Regions from separate parts of the Zea mays genome. Here region 2 is linked to region 1. The links are chromatin contacts, called in public Hi-C maps. All regions are on one chromosome and are shown on one strand. Each heading gives the region's core, a stretch centred on a gene start, on an enhancer-like site or on the middle of the called end of the contact. The rest is flanking DNA. Distances are from core to core; before and after follow the strand shown. Region 1 overlaps LOC100274382 (FMN-linked oxidoreductase superfamily protein). Region 2 holds the start of LOC100191281.

Region 1 (6,407 bases), core at 694-3,193:
AGAGGTGAGGGAGGAACTTAATAAGCAGAACAAGCTCACCTTCGAATGGTTGCATGACATGGTAATGAGGCTGAAGGACCTCGGTGGAAGAGTGCCACTTTACAGAAAGGAGACTGCACTAGGACAAACATTAGCCTCTAGCAATGCCTGACAGGTTCTTATATCTGCAGCCTATCATTATTGGAGAGGAGCAATTGATGAAAACTGAAGCATTTTGTACCAATTTTGACCTGCTATAGTACAGACTGGAAGAGATTGTTGGACTACAATTAAACCTCGATTAGTAAAGCATATTTTGAGTTGAGCAGCTACAGTGCAACGGCTCACCTCATTGTTGTAACAGCTGATATGTAAAATCATTTTTACATCATTACATGGTCTCAGATAATTTGGATTTGCTATTGAACTTATCTTTGGACGCTTCACAAAGCTATATTACCAACATGTTCGCGCGCATGTTCAGCTGCGCATATATTTCACAGAACCTCTGGCCGTCTGGCGTGCAAGGTACACACAATATGGAATCTCGTAACTATCATCAGACACTCGGGTTGCTGTATGTATGTATATAATATAATCTAGAATTCTGATGCTTATGAACAAACTGTACATACTACTGCTGCAGCAATGACAAAATCATGTACAGTACTATCAATGCTGGTGGACGCAAGAAAAGAAAAGAACCCTACTGCTCGCCACTCTGAAATGGTGGCCATTACAACGGCTCTTCTTCGAGCTCCGGCCGCCAATCGGGCTTCTCTGCGTACATCACGCCTTCGTCGTCCTTCAGCCGCGCGTCCAAGTGGAGCGATCTCAGGAGCTTGTCCACCTCGCCGACGGCGCTGGCCTTGTCGCGCACGACGATGCTGACCCCTGGCCTGACGATCCTGTGCCTGTCCACCTCCACCACCATGGCAGAACCGCGCATCTGAAGAAGACGGCCATGTGCGTCATCAAGCTAGAAAGATGTGAAGAAAACAGACAGACTGGTGGTGCTGGCCACTGACCTCTTTGATCTCGGGTAGGCGCTGAAGGACTCGCACCAGTCATGGTAGATGCCCAGCAGCCCGCGCTCGAAGATGACCGAAAGTGTGTCGGGCGCGTCCACGTTCACAACGTTCATCACCCAGATCTTCTTCTCCCAGGGTTGCACACATCATTATATAATCCAGCTTATTTTATATAGATTATATAATTCAGGTTATATAATCTAATTTATATAATCTTGTTAGAGATGTTTGTTTATACAAATTATTAGCGGGTAAAAAGTCAAATAATAATCTAACGGTGTGTTTGGTTCATAGAATCACCTTATACTACCTTATACTTCATCAGATGATGCATCATTCCATAAATTTTGGTAAAATCAACTCAATCCTCATGTATATACTGTTATTAGCTTACGAGAATTGTGGTGGTAATAAATCAACTCATTCTATTCCACAAACCAAATAAAAAAGTGAGGATTGAGAAAAAGATCGACCACCTCATTTCTCAAACCAAACACACCATAAAATAAGCACCTAAGAGTATCTCCAAGAGCTTTTCAACAGTTTTTCCTAGATCAAGTTTTTTTTTTGAGAAAAACACAAAAACGTGTCTCCAACTGTTCCCCTAAAATGCTCTCAACTTTTTCATAGCCCTTAAAACTCCATCATTTGTAGGTACATATGAGGAATTATTTGGGCTCCCTAGAAACAATCGTTCGCTTTAAGTGATCTGTTGGAGAAAGGATTAAAATCTACCCCTACTAATTTTTTAGATATCTCCTTAAAACTGATTTTGATGAGTCATTTTTTAGGAAGCTGCTCTAATAACTTAATTGCTTGACGACGCGTCTCCCTCATGAGTACCTTCCGAGATAAAGAAGAAGGTGCATCGTCTATCCTCACAAGACGGACACGGCCCACGAACGAGTGGATTTCTCATGGGCAAAGTATCGTCCGGCCCATCGTGGCCTGTTACGGAACGTCGGCCCAACGGTTGTCGTTGGCGTGTCCTGGAGGCTGGGGCTTTTATTTTGGGATTGGATGCCAAATGTGCCTAGAGCCCTAATACATACTACATACCACCGGTTCCTTTTTTTTTTTCTCTCCTTTTCCTTTTTCTTTTTACAATCCATCCTCTTGACCTCTTCTCTCTTTCAGAAGGACCTTCTCCTTTTCACTGCCCCTTGTGGTGTATGCATTGATTCAAGTTCAAGTAGGAGCGTAAATTATCAAAAAAAAAGAAGTAGAAGTATACGTGTTACTTGTTTTCATTTGAACCTGAACGTCGAGCTCTGCCCAGATTTACTCATAATAATAGTATTTTTTTAAAAAAAGGATGGTGTTTTTGACTCATGCTAGTCATTCATTAGGAGAACGTGATGCGATGCTACTTGTCGGCCTACTCCTCCTTTCGAAACCCCACTGGTTCTTTGTTCCTCCTCCAAAAAGACTAAAAGAGACAGAGAAAGAGAGAGAGATGCATGCGGTTAGCAAAAAGGAGAAGGGCGAGGCAGCGGCGGACACCCAAAGCAAAAGAGACAAACAGTGTCTTTTCGGCGCCGTGCGCTTTAATGTCATGTGCTACGCAGAACGCTGCCACTCTTAATCATGGGAACTGATTGCGGAACCATCATCGTGCTGATTCCTTCTTTTTTTTAATAATTAAACACCAGACGCTTAATTATGTCGGTCTGATGAACACTCAACTCCGACCCCACCAAGATGGTGTTTTTATTTGCGCTGCGCCGACGACTTTCACCGCCGGACCGAACCCCAACATATTTACATATCTATAGAAGTATAGATTAACCAAGCCACTACCTTAGTATGTTCACCGTCAGCTATCGCTTTTAATGGTCATTTCAAAACACTGTTTTATAATATAGATTGTATTGTTTATAGAATTGAGTTTGAAATAGAAGACGGTACGAGAGATAACGAATAAGCCGTCAGAGACAGCCTTATAAACACCTTCCAAATAAATATTTGGTTGAAAATGAAATAGCCGAGTGCTAGACATGTGCGTCCGTCCGAGGAATCTAATCGATTGGCTCATCATGCGCGCCGGTTGTCCGAAAAAAAAAACAATAAAGAGGCTGCTCGGACCGAGGAACGAGACGGGCTGGGCTTTGGGCTCAAAGGTAACAGAGACGCCGGATTTTCTGCAAAAGAGACACCAACAAAGCCAGATGGGCCGGGCAGGATATAATAATAATAATAACTTTAATAACAACAACAATAATAAATAGTTTGCTAGTTTGTCCACAAAAAAATGGCATTGAGATGAGATCTGCAGCAGGCGGCGAGTAATAAATAAATAAATAAATGCAGCTGCTGGTCTTTTTCATCTGGAATGAAACATGTATATAGAATCCCAAATAAAATGTTGTAACAACAACAACAATAGTGAAATTAAAGCGGGAGGCCATCACGTGACCCCCTTCTAATTCCAAATTCCCATCAGTCACCAGCAGAAAGTAGTAGTAATTTGACACTCCGACACACATCATATATAGTACTGCTGCATCTCATCATAAATACAGGTAATAAAGGTCTTCTCTCTTCCTTCGGGCCTCTCTTGAAAAAAGGAAAAAGAAAGAGAGACAGCCATGTCCTGTTGTTTCTTTTTGGTCGTGTCTTTGGCTAAACGCGTAACCACGGAATTGAAGGAAGGAGCGAGGCTGTGCTGGCGTACGTATTTCATTCAAACCTCATCATCACATGCATCTCTCGCAGCATCAGGAATTCAGGCTCACGTTATGTTCAAATCAAATCAAATCAAATCAAAAAAGAAAAAGTAAGTACTCCTCTTTCGCGGAGCCACACAAGTCAAGATGTGAATGTGAATCGCAGCCCGGCCGGCCCACCGGCCAGTCGGTGGGAAAGGTGTTGTCTTTTCCTCCCCCTCTTCATATTTCCAACAGTAGTGATCTCTGAAGCTATCTGCTTGCTATCGGTTTCTATGTTTGTCCCTTCTGCTTTCGCCATGCGTGTCAGCGTGTGTAACCACGTTGCTAAAGAAAAAAATTTTCCCCCCGTGAGATAGCTAGCTAACCACGACGGCCAGTGACGGTGAGTAAAAATTTCGGATCTAGAGACTTGCTAAGCTTGACATTGGGCAGGTAGGGAAAGATGCACACATATGTCCGACAAATTAACTAGCCACATGTTAAGAGATTTGCTAAGCTAAACAAGCCTTATTATTTCACATCTCTAGGGTTTGTTTGGCAACGTCTGAATCGAAGGGGATTAAATCTCTCTCCCTAGTCAAAATTGGATAAAAGGATATTTAATCCCTCTCAATTTTTCTTCTATCCAGACGCAACCGAATAAGGCTATTTATATGTTTCCTATCAACGACAAAAAAAATGAATGTTTTCATTAAAAGAAAAGGAAAGCGCAAAAGTGACCATTAAAAATACTACTAGCTACTACTGACACCGAACCACAGAACGAAGGACGCGTCCATCCATTCATTTTAATTACAGGCTGTTAAAATGAATGTTTCAGCAGCAAACAAGTCGGAATTCATGTCGTTTCAGACAAGGGAAAACTCTGGTGTCATCGGAGGAGTTGAGAAGAAGGTGGATCACAAGGGCAGAGGCAGATACGGCGGCGGCAGAGGTAGTCTGTCTGTCTGTCCCAGCAGGCCAGAGGCCAGAGAGAAGCATGCAGTGCAGCAGACTGGCTCACTGCATGCATCCACCATCCTCTTCTCGGGAGGCTATCTTGCTGCTAGCTCGCTGCAACATGCATGTGGAGGATGGGGCATTTGTATGGATGCTTAAGGTCCCTAATGAAGTGAAGATTTTCTATTGGCTCTTCACCATGGACAGGCTCTCCACCGCAGAGCCGTTATTCAGGCACAGCACAACATCCACTTGCCAGCCCCTTAATTGTACCTGATTGGCTGCCCCTGTGTAATCCTTTTGCGTTCTCGCTGTTAGTAATAACGAAAGGTGGGTCTGTCTGTTTGCAACTGGCCGGGCTGCCTGCTGCCTCCCATCGGCAAGCACTAGAGAGCACTGGGTACTAGGCCATGCAAGTGGCAGTAGTGCAGCCGCGCGCGCGCACTGCCCAAGATCCACCAGCCAATGCAATGCAAGCAAGCCTATTAGCCGGCCGGCATCCTTTTCCTACATGTACACGGCGACGCACGACGGCTATGTATATTATTATTATTAGTAGTGGTAGTAGCTAGTAGGTTATTAGTTGAGATGATGGCGCGGCTTAATTAGGTTTTTTCCCCTTTATTTATTCGAGCGAGCGGCGCGGGCACATGCCATGCCATGCCATGCCGCTGCGTCTGCTCTCTCTCTCTGTCTTTGTATAGGACGATACCTATCTATATACACAACAACAACGCTTATCTATCTGTACGTAGAGGACGGAGCTAACAATATACGAGTATATACGTACATTTGGGACCATCTCCATTCATGCATAGCTGCCTAATATATATATAGCTTTAATTTGCTGCTGCTTCCGTTTCTTCCATCATATATATATATATATCCCCACACTAGCTATAGCTAGTGCTAATACGTGCTAGCTACCTCTAATAATGACCGTCACGCGTCCGTCCATATAATGCATGGCTGTTAGCTAGCTAGAGCTAGTACGGTGGGACGTACGCGTAGTACGTCTAGCTAGTGTACCTCAGCTCAGCTCAGCTACACTACACTTTCGTCATCGGCCCATCATCGTCGCGCAGTGAAAATCCCTTGCAGCTAGCTAAGCAACCACAGATCGAGGAGACAGGCTTGATATGATGAGCTGTGCGTGCATGGATCGATAGCATATGCATTATTGGCCCAATAATTTGATTTCTGTTCTTATTATTAGGTCTGATTCCTTCTTTGCTGTGCACAGCTAGCTAGCGCGCAGCAGGATTCTGAAAGACGTACGTGGCGGAAGATCGAGATGCATGGAGTGGAGGGCAGGGGAGAGTCGAGGTATATAGCGCCTAGCTAGCATGCAGCACCAGCTAGCTACATCTCTTGCTTGCATTGCAGTGCATTGCTCGTGAAACAGAAGCTGTGCTGCAGGTCAAATTTTGCTGTTGGCTGGCCAGCTGAGAGTGAGAGCGAGGGTCAAAGTGGTCCACAAAATCTAGCGAGGGCCGCCTAACTCGATCGTCATCATGCATGTACGGAAGGGGCTTGCACCAATGCACATATCAACAGATTTAATTTGTTTTCGTTTTCTTCTAAATATCCTTGGGGGACAACATATCAAATGCAAACCAATCACTTGATGAAAACCATGCATGCAAACCAACGCGTGTTCGTAGTTGGGAGGTAGGAGAGGGGGATATTTAATAATATATATCACTATATATCAGGAGAGGTGGGAGGGTTATTTTGACAGCTAGCATATGGTGGGAGAGGGTTATTTTGAAGAAGAAGAAAAAAAATC
Region 2 (6,612 bases), core at 1,922-4,421, 430 kb before region 1:
ATTCTAGGTATTTTTGAATTAGACATCAGCAAACCATGTGGAACACAAGGACAAAAAGTAATCACCAACAAAAGATATTTTCGTTGTAAATGAGATTCGGGTCAAAATAATCGGCCTTGATCTTTCGATGGCCTATGAAGCAGTCACGATGGATTACTTATCGACCAAAGATAGAACCCCTATGGCGGTATTGTTGGCTCTCTAGTTCTTCTTGCAATATAGGAACAACAATTGCAGTAATTAGCATCTGATTCGCAGAGGCCCTAGCTTGTTCTCGGGCACGCTTCTGTTTGTGCCAAAATCATAACCACATCTACGAAACCAATGTTTTAAACAAATGCAGTCAGCTTTCTAGGTATTGACATCACACCTTCAAAGGTATTGAGAGGGTTGTTGTCATTGAGGTAGACCCAAAAAATGTAGATATGATACTGTGACAGGGATTGTACGAATACAAAGGTACAATATTTTTTGTTGGAGTGTTTGTGCGAAAACAAAAGTAGAATTTTCTACCTTCTTGCCAGAGTTGGATCTGGTCGATGCGTTGGCGAACCTGTAAGAGCATAAACCTTGCCGGAGTTAGAGCTGCTCGATGGGGGATCCGCAAGATGATCGCAACTGGATTTAGATGACGGAGTTGGAGCTGGTCGATGGGGATCCAGAAGCTGACCTCTGTGGCGTTGGAGCTGTGAGCGACCACCTAGGCCGCTAGATCCGGAAGGTGATCGCCGGTGGTGTAGCGTCGATGGCTCGACGCGAAAGATTGCCACGTTTCACGGGTGAGTAGCTCGACTTAGGGATGACAGTGGGTAAGGTACCCAGTGGGCATACGAAACCATACTCATACTCACTAGGAAAAAATTGACCCATACTCATACCCACTACCCATCATGGGTACAAAATTACGCCATACCTATATCCACCATGGGTAGCGGGTACCCATCGGGTACCCATACCCATTAACATTACTATAGACATGATCATTTGAATCGAAAAAATAAGTACCAACATAACAAATGTATCGAACCCAACATAATTTTATCACATGTTGGACGCTTAGTGCGTCCGTGCGTGGTGCCCTGGACGACTGGACCCCTGGTGGCCGCGTTAGGGTATTAGGGTTAGCAAATAGCAAGAGCAAATTCATTTTATATGAGACATATAAATTCAGACCCACATGTCATATATTAGCGAGTTCCCCATCGGGTAGCGGGTATGGGGCAACCGAGAACATACTCACGCCCACCGTACCCGATGAGCATAACAAATGACCCAATAAAATACCCATGGGTATCAAAATCCGCCATACCCGTGTCCTAATAGGGTTTTTACCCATCGGGTTTCGGGTACCCATTGCCATCCCTAGCTCGACTGGATCCAGTAGTCGACAAAGCTCCTCTCGGCGTGCTTGTGTGAATGGGGTGAGGCATGCAGTGACTTCGAGGTGAAGGAGGTTCGGATGGGAAAGAGTTCGACGACCAAATGTGGGGGAGTCGAACAAGCACACTGATTACAACTCATTTAAAAAGTTCGATGATCTATATCTACCACTAAAAAAGTTTTTGAGCCTATCATGCCACTAGTTTAGTTTTTTTTTCATTCCATTAGTGTCACTGTCGTTTGTTTGACCTCTAACGACATCTAAGAGAAAGTTGTGACGCCTAACAAGCCAGTGACAAACAATTTTATGCATTTCATGCCACTATCATCATCTATATCACAGCAAACAAGCATAACAGGCTCTAACACTGCAGTTCCCACCAATTTGAAACCACCACATGTGTATCACTGTTTCGTTATAAGCAGATACGTTCGGGCATGGATAGGTACACATCAGCCACCAATCACATTAGCTACCCTAATTTAAAACCAAACACAACATTTTGCTTGACAAAAAAATCATTGAGCACACAAGTTAAAGGAAAAAACTTAATGATTTAAACAAAGTAATCAAAATGCAAAAATAAGTAAAAAATAAAATAAAATTACATAGTTCATAAAAAATAAAACTACTCATACTCATCATCATCACCATCATCCATCTCTTCTTTATTTTCTTCCTCTTCTCGATTTAATAGTTTGATCCATTTTTATTGTCATCCCGTGGTCATTTTTTATGCCATCATCTATTTCGGTAGTGGTATAATCTAAAGCTATCTTTAGCAGTTTACCCATAACCATATTGAAACTTTACTCTGCGAACATTACAGTCTATAGTGCAGAACAGTGCTTTTGGATAAAATTTAGATAAACTGCTACATATGGCCTAAAGTTTTCGTATATTCAGTAGCAAACGCCGATCATGCCACGCCAACGGTTAATACCAATGTTGGATGTAGCCTCAAAACAAGGGTCGTTGTCGCCTATCAAAATATTATATGTTTTTAAAATTTCAACCAAATATATGTAAAAAAATATTGATACTATAGTTCTAGAGCATATCATGCTAGTTTGATGTAACAAAGATGATGATAGTGGCATTGCGATATGAAAAATGTTTGTTAGTGGCTTTTTAAGCCTCACAACCTTTTGCTCTTAGATGCCGTTAGATGCCAAATAAACTGAAGCAGTATTTTAAATGACATGACATAGTATTTAAGATAAATGAGTTTTATGGGATGAAACTAGTTTCATCAGGACGAAACTATGTCAACATGTTTCTAAGGTATTGGAAACTGTGTAAAGCCTCCATCGAGAGTGATTTATTTCACATGTTTTACTAATATTTATTGACTATTTAGTTGCAACATTTAATTGATATATTAGTCTATAAATAGTGAAATAAAATTTTGCATTGAGAAACATCATTTTATTTTTAGTTTCATGGCACACTTGATGATATGCCAGCATCGGAAAGAGTGTAATGAAATGGCCATTGAGATTAGCCTAAGAGTAGGAAAAACTAAACCAGTCATATATAGTCTCTAAAACTTTTTTTAATGGTAGATATAATGAGTGTTTGAATGCACTAAGCTAATAGTTAGTTGACTACAAAATTACTAGTGAAATAGCTAGCTAACAAACATCTAGCTAACTATTAGCTAATTTGCTAAAAATAGCTAGACTGTTTAAATGTATTCAAGTAACTCTAATGCATTAAAACACTCCTCTAGAATATTTAATATTTTGATGCGTTCTAATGAATTGGCTCTTTTTTCATTCACGTCGGCCCCGCCTCTTCTCCCCCCGACGCGCTTGCCGATCCGCCCATTCCGCCGCTACCACTCTCCCGCCGCCGCCGCGCGCCTCAGCCGCCCGTGGCCCGGACATGGAGGGCGCCGCCGGGGAGGAGGGCGCCTCCACGCCGGCGGCGAGAGGGGGAGCGGAGGCAGGGGCAGGGGCAGGGGCAGGTGGAGGGATGCTGAAGGGGAGGTCCTGCAAGGGCTGCCTCTACTACTCGTCAAAGCTCAGGTCGCGAGCGCGCGGCCCCGTCTGCGTCGGCGTCACCCGCGCCCTTCCCCAAGGTAGTCGCGCCTCCGCGGCCACTGTATCCATCCTCTCCTCTTCTCTGCCTGCGCTAGGGTTTTGCTGGTTCGTCCAGCCACGGTATCCGAAGCCGCCCCCTCGTCTTTCGGTGCTCACTCCGCAACTGCGGACCGCTTCCTGTCACAGCCTCACAGGGTGTGTCTGCTGAGTATTGATCAGGTTCCTCCACACTGCTACGCTCCTGTTGGGAGATGGGGAAGGAAGACATGGGCATTTCTTAGCAATTTATATGGTCTCAAGTTGTGCTAGGAAGGGTGTTATCAGGGCTTTTCATCCATAAAAAACCCGATTAATTCCATCATCCACGCAGATTTAGTTGTAAACTATTCATCCCTATGTTACAGTTAGGGCACCGAGTATTGACAAATGAGAACTGAATGAGAAGGCTTTCAGCAGTGGGAAATTTGAACTATTCTATGCCGTGGCGCATATGGCTCACATGAGGTTCTCTACCGAGTATTACCTCTGTGCAATTTAGTGCTAATCCTTGTATGTATGATGAGTTTTAGGGTTTATGTATTGGCTCGTTACAGAGTAAATCAATTTTGTTTCATAAGGAGGCGTTTAATTTGTTGATTTTGTTGGGTTCTCCCACCTTTTTGGGCTGAAGGGTAACGGCGGTACTATCCTGACCCAGCAAGACATGGGCAGCATGCTATTAGAATTGTGTACTACCAGGTGTCCCCAAAAGTTATGGGAAATATAAGCTTTTCTTTACAGTTTTAGAGTCTCAGATAATCCCACTGAACAGCACTAGGCTAGGCCTATTAGGGAATTTCGTATGTTGAGTGGAAAAATATAATCGACACACTTGGTGCTAGTTAGCTACTGACCAAAAGCGTAGGTTCCAGACAATCAATATGTCTTGTAACATTGTGCTAAGGTTCTCATCCTATGACTCACTGCAAAAATAATCCTTATCTGTGTTTATAATGTATATAGTTTTTTTATTGTCTAATTAAGTAAGGAGCAGTCTAACTCTTGAACTACGTTTCATGGTCTGTCTATTTTGTTATCTGATTCGGTGATTCCATTCTTTTTAACTGTTTGGTTGACTATTCCCTCTCTTTTAACTGTGTACCAGTTTCTGAGCGTAAGGTTGGAAAACTTGAACTGGAAGCTATCCAAGAAGGTCGTTATCTTGCAGATTTCAGATATGCATGCATTGGCTATTCAATGTACTTAAATGGCAAGGAAACTCCTACGGGGGTACGAGATAAGCCACGTGCCCATCTGCCTGTTTGTGCTGGAGTCGAGGTAATATATGCTTAACCATGTAATCCTATGCATTTATGATGCATTCACAAATCAGGACCATGTTAGAGTGTCATGATGGATAAGTAAGCAGTTAGACATGGTGTGTTTGATGTTGTTAACTGTGAACTTTATCCAGCGATAGCTGATGTAGCACAGATTCTCAGGATCTATCTGATGAGAAAATTGAGCCTTAGTTATGCTGAGTGTCAGAATGGTGGGATAAATATTCATGCCAATTTGTTTATCTTCATAACCTTTATGTTTCTTACAATAATCATAGAAGCTTCTTTTCTTTTTTCGACCAAGTAGTACAGTACAAAAAATGCAGTCATTCTATTCTGAAATCTGTTCTTGATATTCCTCCAAACCAAGTCGGCACCGACTGTTCAAACTGCTCAGCTAGTATTTTTAAAACTGCACCTTATGATCATTCACATGTCTATTTTGCTAACAAAGAATATGTTGTCCCCTTTCCAGCTGTTGATAGATAGAAAAGTCCCAACAAACGTTAAGAAAGAAGGTAAAAAACATTTTCTTCTGTTGTTACTTCGATTAGTATGTGTGCTAGCAACTGCAAAGCCACCACAATATGCTAGAAATGTACGAATGTTTGGTTGTGGATAGAGGTGCTTAATGTGTCGCAGTTGATTGTTCAAATATATTAATTTCTCGTTGATTAGTCTACCATCGCGGGCATGTTACCTGAAATACACCGTCAATGCTCATCCGACTTCTAGTTAGAATGGCATCCTGATTTACGATGCTGAGTGATGCATTTGTGGATGTATGAAACCTTGAGAGATCAACCACTAAATTGGAAAAAGAAAAATATATACACACTGTTGCCTTATTGGAAATCCTTATTCTTTTCATTGTACATGCGTGGAGAAATCACCAAATATGTTCACGAAAAATAAAATTTATCTAATAGTCAACTAACACATGGAAATTTGTCCTGATACACAAAATAGAATTATCAACATGATTGGTTCTTAGTAGTATCCAAACTTAATTCCTGATAGTACTTTTGCCAACTATACCCATCGCCAGCTTCTATTATATGGGCTTATTTTGTGTCCAAAGCAAGGGTTAGAGAAACTTGGTCCTAAAACTACACGCTTCACTGGTGATTGGTGAAACTGTGAAGAATACCTGTGTACAATGTACCTTGTCTGTGTCTCCCGTGTGCTTTTGGCGTTACTTTTGCTGTTTTGCATGTCGGAAGCATGCTTCTCTTTCTTGGATATTTGTGATTTTTTTTTTGCATGGCTTATGTTCTTAAAACTTCTACTCTTTACGATTCCACAGCTCCAAAACCACGTCAATATAAACCAGGGCATGCAGGAGATGATTTCTTAACGAAGTGAGTTGGTCTTTTTGGTTTATTATATGAGCTTGTAAGTTCTGAAACTCGCATTGTCATTCCAACAGTTTTTCCTATCGAACCTGCAGATTTCAGAGGAATGCAGGTCTTGTGGCCAGTGGTGTGGCTAAGAACCTGAATAGAGTTGGGACCTACATCAAAGACACTGTCAGTGATATGATGCAGCCTCACCGCAAGCGTCCCAAATAAAACATAGGCCTGTCTCTCCTAAATCCTGTATGGAAGTAAACATTAGAAATTAGATGATCGGGGAACATCGGATCAATCACTTCCTCCCATACACACCCAGCGCAGCAGTAGCTTAGCTTTCTGTTGGTTTCAGAAACTCTAGAGAATTGAGAGAAGATCTATGGTTAGGAAAAATAGCCACTTGAAACATGTTATCCACTAGCTCATGGGGCTTCGATTCCCCCTGTCTCGCCCCATTTTGGGAGCCATTGTTGTTTTCACTAGGCCCCTCCGGCAAAACAACCACGTTCCGCCCC

What was found. Hi-C and Micro-C count contacts between places; a contact is called where the count stands out from the background.
Region 2: a Hi-C map of leaf shows a contact between it and region 1, with 5 times the contacts expected there. The contact joins the promoter of LOC100191281 here to the enhancer-like site in region 1. A contact is called at or near these places in 3 of 25 Hi-C or Micro-C datasets (endosperm, leaf and tassel).

The regions. Positions count from the first base shown.
Region 1 is chr5:62,106,132-62,112,538 of Zm-B73-REFERENCE-NAM-5.0, reverse strand. It overlaps LOC100274382 (FMN-linked oxidoreductase superfamily protein), which reads left to right. Exons shown (of 3, transcript NM_001148742.2): 3 at 1-408. The coding sequence ends at 151. Among protein-coding and RNA genes, the nearest start is that of LOC100274382, 5.2 kb to the left of the region's middle. Within about 2 kb of position 1,943, at least 19 of the 20 cell types and tissues checked have an H3K27ac peak or open chromatin away from gene starts, as enhancers often do. A contact at or near this core is called in endosperm, leaf and tassel, where this site is marked.
Region 2 is chr5:62,540,149-62,546,760 of Zm-B73-REFERENCE-NAM-5.0, reverse strand. LOC100191281 reads left to right here and starts at 3,171. Exons shown (of 5, transcript NM_001136715.1): 1 at 3,171-3,464; 2 at 4,571-4,743; 3 at 5,221-5,263; 4 at 6,052-6,106; 5 at 6,196-6,612. The coding sequence starts at 3,269. The coding sequence ends at 6,316.